Regions from separate parts of the Mus musculus genome. Here region 2 is linked to region 1. The links are chromatin contacts, called in public targeted proximity ligation maps. All regions are on one chromosome and are shown on one strand. The core of a region is the stretch at or near the end of the contact, and the rest is flanking DNA. Distances in the headings are between cores, read along the strand shown.

What was found.
Region 2: a targeted proximity ligation map of embryonic stem cells shows a contact between it and region 1, with 2.2 times the contacts expected there. A contact is called at or near these places in 10 of 484 Hi-C or Micro-C datasets (cumulus cells, embryonic stem cells and nephron progenitors) and 8 of 130 datasets of targeted methods (embryonic fibroblasts, embryonic stem cells and pancreatic cancer cells).

The regions. Positions count from the first base shown.
Region 1 is chr19:28,563,327-28,568,926 of GRCm38.p6, reverse strand. All of the region lies in intron 2 of Glis3 (GLIS family zinc finger 3), which reads left to right. Among named protein-coding and RNA genes, the nearest start is that of D930032P07Rik, 110 kb to the left of the region's middle.
Region 2 is chr19:28,646,604-28,652,203 of GRCm38.p6, reverse strand. The region is part of intron 2 of Glis3 (GLIS family zinc finger 3); the gene reads left to right. Among named protein-coding and RNA genes, the nearest start is that of D930032P07Rik, 29 kb to the left of the region's middle.

The sequences.
Region 1 (5,600 bases), core at 802-3,301:
CCCTCTCCCTCTCCCTCTCCCTCTCCCTCTTCCCCTCCCCCTCCCCCTCCCCCTCCCCCTCCCCCCCTCGTGTGTGTGTGTGTGTGTGTGTGTGTGTGTGTGTGTGTGTGTGTGTATAAGCATACTCATCCATACTTGCATATGTGGAGGACAAAGGACAACATTAGACATCTTTCTCCATCCCTCTTCATTTTACCTGTTGAAACAGGATTTCTCATGGGATCAGAAACTCAGTGTTTTAGCTCCACTGGCTGTTCAGTGAGTCCCCCAAACTCACATGTCTCTGCTTTCTCAGTGGTCGCGTCCAGTTTTTAGATGGGTGCTGGGGCTCTGAGGTCAGATCTCAATGTTGGTACAGCAAAGGCTTTACACCCAGCCCTGCTGCTCACTTCCTGCTTCCCACTTCCATCTCTCAAGCCCCAATGGCGTGGTCCTTAACTGATATGAAAGGCTCCGCTTTCCACCTCTTGGAATGGCCACCATTCTGTGAGATGCCCAAGTCATGAGCCATGGCCCTGTGCTCCCACTGTGGCTCCAGCTGAGCCCAGTGCTGACAGCTAGCATCCTTGGCAGCATGGAGGGGAGTGGCTTTAGATATCCATCCAGCCTTCAGGTACATCTGACTGCACTGCCCTAGGAGACTCCACACAGACCATTCAATTCCGAGAGCCATAGAAAGCAATGTTATTGCTTTGAGAATGCCAAGTTACAAAATGGCTTTCTACCTCAGCAGCAGATCATCAGAAACATTTATAACGCAAATGGAAAATCAACATTCCTTTCCCACTCAGCTGTGTCACAGGTTGCCCTTTCACTTTTTATTGATCCCTTTCCTTATTAGTTTATAATGACCTCATGTGCTAATTATTATATATCTGAGGTCATGATCTTTCGAATCTGCTCTGTAATAAGTTTAACCGGTCCTTCTCAACGTCCTCTGCCACCCAGTGTACCTCCCTCCAATAAAGTATCAATAATGCAGAAGATGAAACTACAGTAAACTATAAAGTAGTTAGAAGCATCAACATTCTTTGCTATATTTATTTTTCATTCCTAGGAACATGTATGTATCTATATTTATATCTTCATGGAGACAGTGAAGCATTCTTTATATTACATGCTGTTATTGGGAATTTGGATTTTTTGAATTATATTTTTGATGTTTATAATAGATTGTATATAAGAAACTTACTGTGTATGTCACGTATGTTATGTCTTGTCATCATATTAAATTTAATTTTCTTTTATAGCACTTTTGAAATTTAATTTGATGAGAAGAGTAAATGCAGTGTTTATTTAGACATGTTTAAGCTGGGAGGGATTTGGTAACTCATTTACTTCTTTGTCTGTATGATTTAGAGAAGTTAAGTTTATACCACCCCCATTTCACATTACGTAGGGAGACTAGACATCTCCCTCTTCTCCATCCTGAATCATTTGCTGTATGCTGAGCACCTGGTCCTCCTTGATCTCTTCCAAAGATAACAGCTCTGTGCTTCACAAAGAGTCCTCCATCCCTTCTGATTTCTAGAAAGTACTTCCTGTGACTGGGCTACATTTCTGCTTTCTCAGGGTTACTGTGTCCTTCATGGTTGAGGGATACAGGAAGAACGATGGTCACCAGCTTCCTAAGTCTGACTGTTAGAGGCTCTGATGGCTGTGGAGAAATGTGTTACTTGTGGCTTGTCTGGGAGAGATAAAGTTTTTGGGAGGGTTTGAAAGACCCATGTGAACTGGGCCTCTCCCAAGTAGTTGTTGAATGGAGTTCAATATTGGTTATGTGATATTTTTAATTTTTCTAGGCCTGTGAGCAAGCATTTGGCATAAGAAGGCCTGAGTGTCTTCACTCCAGACGCCCATTTTCTGTCTCCCCCAGGGCTGCTCCTGCTGGAGAGAATAAGAGCGGGTTAACTAGGGACAGTTGCTTCTGATGCTATATTACCAGGCGAAGTGAAGTCTCCGTGCCAGGGGCTCCATCCAAACTCATTGACACAGCGAGGATCCCTTCCATTATTCCAGACCCCTGAAGGCAGAGCTTTTCTTTAGAGCAAAAGACAAAGAAAGTAAGGCCACAATGCAAAGGAATTCCCTCAGCCCATAACTGCTAATTGGATGATTGTTCTGCTGTTCTTACAATGCCAGGAAAGAAGAGCCCCTAGCCTCACCCACTACTTGTAAACTTCCTTTGAGATGGAAATCTTTTTAAAAAAACTCTTCTGTCAAGCTTGATATGCTCAAATGAAACCTTTTCTCCTCTTCTTTGCAAGGGGCTTGCTGTTCCAGAGTAACCCCTATGCTGGCTTCATGGCACATTTACATTTGGCAGAGATGCAAGCCTGCCCTGTTCTATTGAAACCTGTGGTTAATCACGGTTCTTCTCCAACTTCAGGTTTAAGAACATGGGCAAATTCTCCCCCCCCCCCCCATCTCTTTGTGTAAAATGTGACTGAGGCTCAGCAGTCTCCAGCCCTCTTTGCTTCTGCAGAGGCAGAGCACCTGTCTTATCTGTGGGAAGGAAGGATTTTGAGTGCTTTGCCTGTGAAGACAAAAGGCAGAGAGAGATACCTTTCTGGGACAGTTTTCAGATCTCACTTGCACTTTTAAATGGATTGATCTTTAGGCACAGCTAAAATGTGGCATCTCTACCATTGCATTGTTTCTCCTGTCCTGTCCACTGCTCTCTGGTCAACCCTCCTTTCATCCAGCTCTCTACCTTTCAGGAACACTTCTAAACCCACTGCTCACTAGGTAGGTCCTACCATGTTCTCTTCACTGTTTTGATGGTGAAAGATATTTTTATATGCCTCCAAAGTGTTTACCCTAGTAAGCCTCACTCTTAATTTATAGCCAATAAAGGTAGCAGGATACAGAAGAAAGCAGGTTCACTTGTGTGCCAGCAACTTTTTTTGTGCATGGACTGACTGTGATATTGCTTGGCTGGGCAGTCACTTTACCTCTGTGGATTTGAGCTTTAATGTCTGTAAAACAAAGAAGTTGTATACATTGTATCTAATCTTTCTTCCTGGTTCATTACATTTGGAATTCAGAGTCTCGTGGGGGCAGGGATACATCTGTTTCTCATAGAAGAACCCTTGTAATTGTTTTTATCACTAATTCTAGTTTCAAGGTAGTTTTCTTAGGTTATAAGAGTTTAAGGTTTTTCAGATGTGAATTGGAGGGGTGGAGGGAAATTAGCATTTGTTGAACATTGGGTTTTCACAGGGCCAGGAGCTAGCTAGTTCATTCTATCTCACCATTCTATGTTACCGTGCTGGTTGAAGTGATTTGGCCAAATTTATTCAGCCCATAATCACAGATCAAATGGGACTCAGTGACTTTGCTGGGGCAAGTTTTCTGGCCTCTTCTGCAGAGCCCGCCTGACCAAGTACCCAAACTTCTGTCTTCTTCGTGGTAATGTTTTTACTGGAGAGTGAAAGGAGAGAACAGTTGCTGTTTGCCCGGGGCTGTTGCTGGCTGGTCAGACTCTACAAGTAAGTACTGTGATGTAGTTGTAGTTCTGCAAGATGACAATATAGACTACTGGGGAAGAGTTTTTCGAAAAGAGCTGTAGGCCAGCTATATGTGTTGTACTTCCAAAGTATGTTGTCCGGTAGAAACTGGTCTTATAAAAGGTCAGGTTTGCATAGGAATTTGTTCAGTGATGAACGTTCTTATCTATTTCTTACTGCGCTTGAAGCACTGTCTGTCTGTGTTCCTACAAGGGTGTGTGTATGGCATAGGTTTCTGTACATTGCTGAATACCAGTGAGTTGTACTCAAGGCTACTGAATGAACAATAAGTCACTTAGTCTTTTCTATAGAAAGACTCAGGTAGATGTGCATTCTCATGCGTTGCTTTCAATATCATCATTGTGATCATCCCTACCACCATCTACCCTTTAGTTTCTTCAGAACCTTTTTTTAAAAATGATATTTTATTCTTCACCAGTTTGTGCTACAGTTCTCTTGATTTAGTTTACCAGGCAGTTAGATCCTGAATAAATAGATGAATGAATGAACAAACAAGCATGCCTTCTGCACCCAAAATTCCCAGAAGTGAGAGAGAGATTGACATGGGATACACGTCACCATGTTCTGTCTAGGTTTTACTAGTGTTAGTCTGTCTGTATGTATGTGAAGACATGAGACTTGATGCTCCCTACACAGAGTAAATTCAGAGGCTGCTCCTGTTTGTTGGTTATATATAAAGCTGAGCTGCTGAAGGCTACACATGCTTGGTCCATCTCAGAGAAGCTGGGGTTCTGACCACCCTCCATCCTTTTGACGTACAAGTGCTTGTTCATTGGTGTCAAAGCTTAAAGACAGGCATATCTGTGTATGCTTTCCATTTGGTCTACTTGGCGATTTTATGTCAGCTTGACACAAGCTAAAGTCATCTGAGGGGTGGGACCCTCAGTTGGGATAATGCTTCCAGATCAGGTTGTAGGCAAGCACGTAGGACATTTTCTTAGTGATTGATGGACAAGGGCCCAATCCATTGTGGGTGGTGTCCTCTCTGGGCTTGTGGTCTGGGTTCTACAAGAAAGCAGGCTGAGCAAGCCACAAGGAAAAAGCTCATTGAGCAACAACACCCTTCCATGGCCTCTGCATCAGCTCTGACCCCTAGGTTCCTAACCTGTTTGAGTTCCTGCCCCAAGTTCAATGATGAACGTTGATTTGGAAGAGTAGGTCAGATAAACCCGTTCTCGCTTTTGGTCGTGGTGTTTCATCACAGCAACCCTAACTAAGATACCTTCATGTTCTCACTCTTAGCAAGCACTGTACTCTCTCACTGTTGGTTTGCTCCTCTGTGAAATGGGACGATTATATTCAGATTGTAAAATTAGTTGAAATAGAAGGCCACCCAGCAAGCCTTTCATTAATATAATTTTTTTTAAAAACCGCATAAATATGTTGGATATTAGTCCCCTATCTGATTTAGGATAGATAAAGATCTTTTCCCAGTCTGTTGGTGGTCTTTTTGTCTTATTGACAGTGTCTTTTGCCTTGCAGAAACTTTGGAGTTTCATTAGGTCCCATTTGTCAATTCTCGATCTTACAGCACAAGCCATTGCTGTTCTGTTCAGGAATTTTTCCCCTGTGCCCATATCTTCAAGGCTTTTCCCCACTTTATCCTCTATAAGTTTCAGTGTCTCTGGTTTTATGTGAAGTTCCTTGATCCACTTAGATTTGACCTTAGTACAAGGAGATAAGTATGGATCGATTCGAATTCTTCTACATGATAACAACCAGTTGTGCCAGCACCAATTGTTGAAAGTGCTGTCTTTCTTCCACTGGATGGTTTTAGCTCCCTTGTCGAAGATCAAGTGACCATAGGTGTGTGGGTTCATTTCTGGGTCTTCAATTCTATTCCATTGGTCTACTTGTCTGTCTCTATACCAGTACCATGCAGTTTTTATCACAATTGCTCTGTAGTAAAGCTTTAGGTCAGGCATGGTGGACCTAGAGGGCATCATCCTGAGTGAGGTAACACATTCACAAAGGAACTCGCACAATATGTACTCACTGATAAGTGGATATTAGCCCAAAACCTAGGATACCCAAGATATAAGATACAATTTCCTAAACACATGAAACTCA
Region 2 (5,600 bases), core at 1,139-3,638, 83 kb before region 1:
AACCCAGCGTTAGGTTTTCAGTTTCCTCGAGTTTGTTCTCTCATTTTATGAGCTCTTTACACACGTCACTGAGATCTGCCAAAGCTTCTTCTACTTTTCAAAGATTTGCCCCACTAATGGACCTAGCACAGCCACCAAAGGCCCACAGCAGCCTTGAGTCCCTATGGATTGATTAGCCTTTTCTTACTCTCCTCCGAGAACACATTTCTACCTGGCTGGGTGACCTGGGGTTCAAACACAGCTCCCTTTATCCCTAGCTCCCTAGCCCCTGTCCCTCCTCTATTGCTTTCCACCCCAGGGAATTTATGGGGATCTCAGATGGATGAAACCAGGTGATCTTAACGGCTCAGGACTGAGTTCCCTCATACTGTCTCAGGGTAGGAGGCCTTTGCCTTCGAGAGGGATGAGAGGTTACGTCACTCAGTGTTCTGACGGATCCCGTCTGCTCCCATGTCTCACAGCTCCACTAGCCAGGCTGTGGCAGGCTCTTTTACTGCTTATTTAAAAGTCTTTCCTAATTCTAGTGATTTGATTCGTGAGTATTTCCTGATAACTCTAGTCTCTTGTAAGGGATCATGGTTGATGCCCCATCTGCATGCTGGATTGCAGATTTTCCTTTTTTCTACTAAAGGTCAGACTTGAGGAGTGTACATTCCTTTTCCATCTCTCTCTTTCATCCTCATTTATCTAATGGACTGGCCAAGTCCGAGGTAATGTGGAGGACGCTAGCCGCATCTCCCATTCTTCTTGCAGTTGCTCCGGCAAGGGACTGAGAGCCCATGAAGTGTGTGCTTCCATGACTAAGGCAAAATGATGACACTCAATCCTACATCCCACTAGGGGTAGCCATCACTAGGGAGTCCCTGAGATGTACTCGTGGACTAGTAAGTATCATGGGAGGAACAAGTGCCATTTTGAATATTGTAGAGGGGGTTGGGCTTTTACGAGTCCAGTGAGCAGTGAGACCCCTGAAGTCCTGATTAAGAGAGAAGAGCAGGCACATAGGTATTGGTTCAGATAACCTGAGATTCCTTACGTCCTTAGAGATTCAGGTGGGAAGGTCAGAGATTTTAAGTGTCACAGAAACATATGTAAAAGGTTTTAAACAATGGATCCAGATGGCATAATTTACACTTCTGAAGAGGATGTGGCTTCCTGTGCTGAGAACTCTCTGGTTGGAGAGAATGGCCACAGCAGGGGGAAGGTTAGTGTAATCTTGCTGAACCGACCCGACCCATGACTTGGGAATGATAAGACATTTAGATTGGTGTTAGTGCATTCAGTAGGGATGGCCGAGAGTTCCTTGTTCAGCAGTAAGAGTGAGTAGGAGATGAACGTTCTGCTTCATACATATATGGGGCACCTTTCAGGTTGTCACGTGGGACTGCTGCATATATAGTTGGATATGAAAGACTGGAGGTCTAGAGTAGACTGAGCCAGGGATCAAGATGTGAGTGTTAACAGCAGAGAGAGGATATTAGGTATCATGGGGCTACTAAACCCTGGCCAAGGGTGATGAGGATGGAGAAGCTGGCCAAGACCTGAGCCTTGGGGGAAATCAACGCTGGGAAGAGGAACCTGAGCAGCTGTAACCAGTGAGGCAGGAGGAGAGCCAGGATAGAGGGAACCTTGGAAGCCATGCCAACAAAGCCATTCGAGAAGGGAGGCAAGATTGGCTAGATCACGTGGTGGTGAGGGTGGATTAGATGGAACCAGGAAATCCCACATTGGATTGGGCCAAAGGGAGGTTACTGCTGCCTGGAGAAGAGGGCAAAAGGCATGCTGTATCTGTATACATCATTTCCATCACTTCGAGTGTCTCAAACATCATAAAATAATTGAAATAGATTCTGGCTGGGGGGAAGGAAAATCAGTTTTCTTCAGTGGAGTGTCACTGAGTATACCAACTATACTCCAAGGTAGGCCTCATGCCCAGGAGTAGGTGGCTAACACAAAATGGACTCCATGCTCTTTCTATGGGCTTTTTAATTTTACTGTTATTTATTATTTTTGTCTTTGTTAAAGTTTTTTTTTTAAAGCTTTGCTTGTTTTGTTTTGAGAGAGAAAACATCATGAGTTGGCTGGGTAAGGAAGTAGGGAGGGTCGGGAAGGAATTGGGGGAAGAGAAAGAGTATGACCGAAGTATATTGTCTGGAAAAGAAAGGTGTTCTCTAGCACAGCACAGAGTGGATTAGCACAGAAGTGGCGCCGGCTGCATCCTCCTCTTTTCTGTCTCGGAGCTTCAGAGTATCAGTCAGCCATCCCATAATGTGTCACTTCCCACAGGCTTCCTGGAACCCTAGGAAGCCCACTTTCAGTAGGTGGGGGCTGCTTACTTCAGGACCTAGCCCAGGGCCCTTTAGCTACATGCTTTTAAGTTGTAAATTAACAAGGGTCGTCTTAATGTGGCGTCGAGAAGATGCTAGTCTTGCAGTTCCCACACAGTTGTTTGGGGTGTCCTTGGCTTGTCCTTGTGAATTCACAGGGTGACTGAGCTGTGGTAATTTTCTTCTTTGGAAGCAAACACAAAGCTACCTGGGGTTTGTCAGCCACTGTGTAACTGCTGGGTTAGGGTAGTTCATAGTTCCAGCGTGAGATCATACTACATGCCTTTCAATGATGTCACACCTTTCCAAAGCTCGGCTTTGGGGATTTGCTGTACTGAGAAACCCAGTACCATGGGTCTTTTTTTTTTTGTTGTTGTTGTTTTGTTTTTTAAATGTGGAGCAGAAAATAGGGTGCCAGAATCAAACTTAAATCCTACCTCTGAGAAACCGTATGTACCTAGGAGTATCAGATACTATGGAAATTGTGCTTCTTTAACGATGAAATAAAACTTTACTGTCCCAACAATTTATATCTTTTTTTTTCTTCCCAGGTGACTACCAATTTGTTGGGACATAAATATTTACCAAATTAGTTGGTTCTAACTACTGAACACACGGAATTGTTAGGTATTTTCCATGCCCTAGAAGTACTTAGAGAAAATGTACTGAGACGCCATTGTGTCATAATTGAGAAAATTGCAAGCCTCCGATGTAGCACCTTAGGCCTCTAAGAAGAAAAGGGAGGGGAGGGCCCAAGCTGCCTTTCAGTCTGAGCTGCTTACTGCCTGGGTCTCTCAGCTGCTTGTCACTCAAGTCTTCGTTGACTGGGTGCATTATGGGAAATGTAGTTTCTCTTCAGTGAACATTCTTCTGATGTGTCCTCTACTTCCCAGCAGCTCCTGCTCATGAATGAATGGCTCACTTCCTTACTTTCACCTCCCCCAGCAGCTAGAGGACTTTCTGTTTGTCTGTCCTTTCTCTCCCAGCAACACCACACCACAGCTCCCAGGATAGGACTCTACTATAATTCAGACACAAGGAAAAGGAGGTAGGCTATAGCATTTCATGTCATTAGTTCATTCATGGTTGGTCTTATCCCTAGGACAACATGTTCTGAGTGCTAGACAACTCAATCACACGGGAGCTTTGAGAACAAGTTCGTTGCAGGCACTACTCTGGGAGTTACCAGTTGTTATGTAATAATGTATTTGGCCTTTAAGAATGAAAATAAGATCGCATCTGTAACTAAACAGAATATGAATTTTTGAGATGCAAAATGAGAGAGTGAGATGGACCCATTTTTCTTGGTTTGGGAAGCGGGGAGTGATTTGTTTAAGATTCTCTGAACTTGGAATTACACTTAAACTGGAGGCTGTGGATCCTGACAAAGACAAGTCAGAGAAGTGAGGGAGCCACATAGTGGGTCTTCATCTGAATGTGCAGAGGCAGATATGCTACATGGGATATGCTACAGGCAGGTGGGGGCTGGTTTCTCTGAGTTGCCCTTGGTTTCAGTGAGTCTGATCCTCACCCTGGCTTTCCCACTTTGGCCTTGAGTCTTGCTCTGAGCTGTGCAAACCTGGCTAGCCCACCCCACCATACACTGCTTTTCACCTCTCTCTTCCCTTCTAGCTCTCCACAGCCTGGCTCTGTCTGTCACCATCCCCTCTGACTTCTCGTTCTCGTTCCTCCTTTTCCTTCTCCCTTTCCCTTTCTCCCCGTCTCTTTATCCCTATGTCTCCGATCGGTGCTTCTATCATGGCAGACCTGAGTGGCGCATCACATCAGACCTTTATGATGTTTTTGTGTTGAGTGCTTAAGCCGAGTTCAGGTTGTCTGTGTACATGAATCAGTTTTCCAGAATGTCATAAACTCTTTAATTGGCTTCTCCATGTTGATGACCTCTTATTTGAGTAGTGTTATCTGTAGCAACGTTCCAAGGGTGTGCCTGTGGGCTCTCTCTGTAGCAGCACTGTCCTGTGGAAGTGTGAGGGCCACAGATGGGAGCCGTGGATATAATTTAATATTTTAGATGTACTGAAGATAGACATCACTGTTGCTCAGTGGCCACATGTACTGTTGCGCTGTTGTGTTAAATAGTGCAGCTTCAAGTTGTCAGTCTGTAGAGAAAGAGGTCCTTCATGCAATTCATGAACTGAAAATATTCCTTGAGCATCGAGCTCCCAGGATGACGAGTGAATGGGGCAGGTGCCTGATGAGAAAGTTGGCAATGGAAGTCATTATGAATGTTCAGTGGTGGCCTTGTAATGACTCGTCAGATGGCTGAGGGGTGTGGGGCTTGCTACAGAGCAGAAGCTGACACGCAGACTCCTGACTCAGGATTTTCACCTCCCATTCTTAAATCTCCTCACTTCTTGGAGGGCTAGGATTTACACCGATCATACCTAGCACTTCTGGTGAGAATATTTCAGCAGTTAATAGATAAAAAAAAAGTCCTTTGACTTGTGGAGGCCTATGTGGGTTTTTTTTTTGTTTTTGTTTTGTTTTTGTTTTTGTTTTTGCCTATGTTCTTTTTATAACCTAGTTTATATGGCAAAGAAAAAAAAAGTTGACTTCATTCTTAAAATTATAAAATAATATCTTACCCCAGAAAGGCTCGAAAGCCAGACAATCAAATCTACTTTCTAAGTTTGCATGTCTCAGTGATAGGAGTCACTGTCTGCCCCTGCCCTGGCTTCCACCCCTTCTCCTGTCTGTGCGTGCAGGTGAGTTTGGACAGACCTATTTCCTTTGCCTTAGTTAAGTCTCATCTTATGTTCTTGGGTTTACCCTTGGATAACACAAGAACTGAAAATCCCCCATTTGACTTTGGTCTGAGTCTCCCCCTTCAGAATGAAGGGGTAGGGCTGTAGAGGGTCGGGAGTTGTCCGCATCTAGGGGCAGAGAAACGAGATGTGACCAACCTCAGTTCCTCTCCCCTGTTGGTCTTCTGACTCCTGACTTGTCTGCTTTTTCTCCTTTGAGAAGGGTAGTTGAAATTGGATGACTCTGTTAGTGCTGTCCATGAAGAGTACCTGCTTTCCATTCTCTGTAAGTGAAGGAGACAGTGGCAGGGCACTGCTCCAGGGCCAGGGGACTGAAGACTGCTGATTCTGCAGAGAACTCTTCCCAGAAGCTAGTGTTTAAAACCCTTACATCTCAGTGACATTAGAAGTTCTCGGTTGTCTCCGTTCTGAGTTTTGCAGATGGCTCAGGACATTATTTTTCTGTCCCGATCTTAAACAGATCTAAGTGGCGGGGTCTCTCTCCATC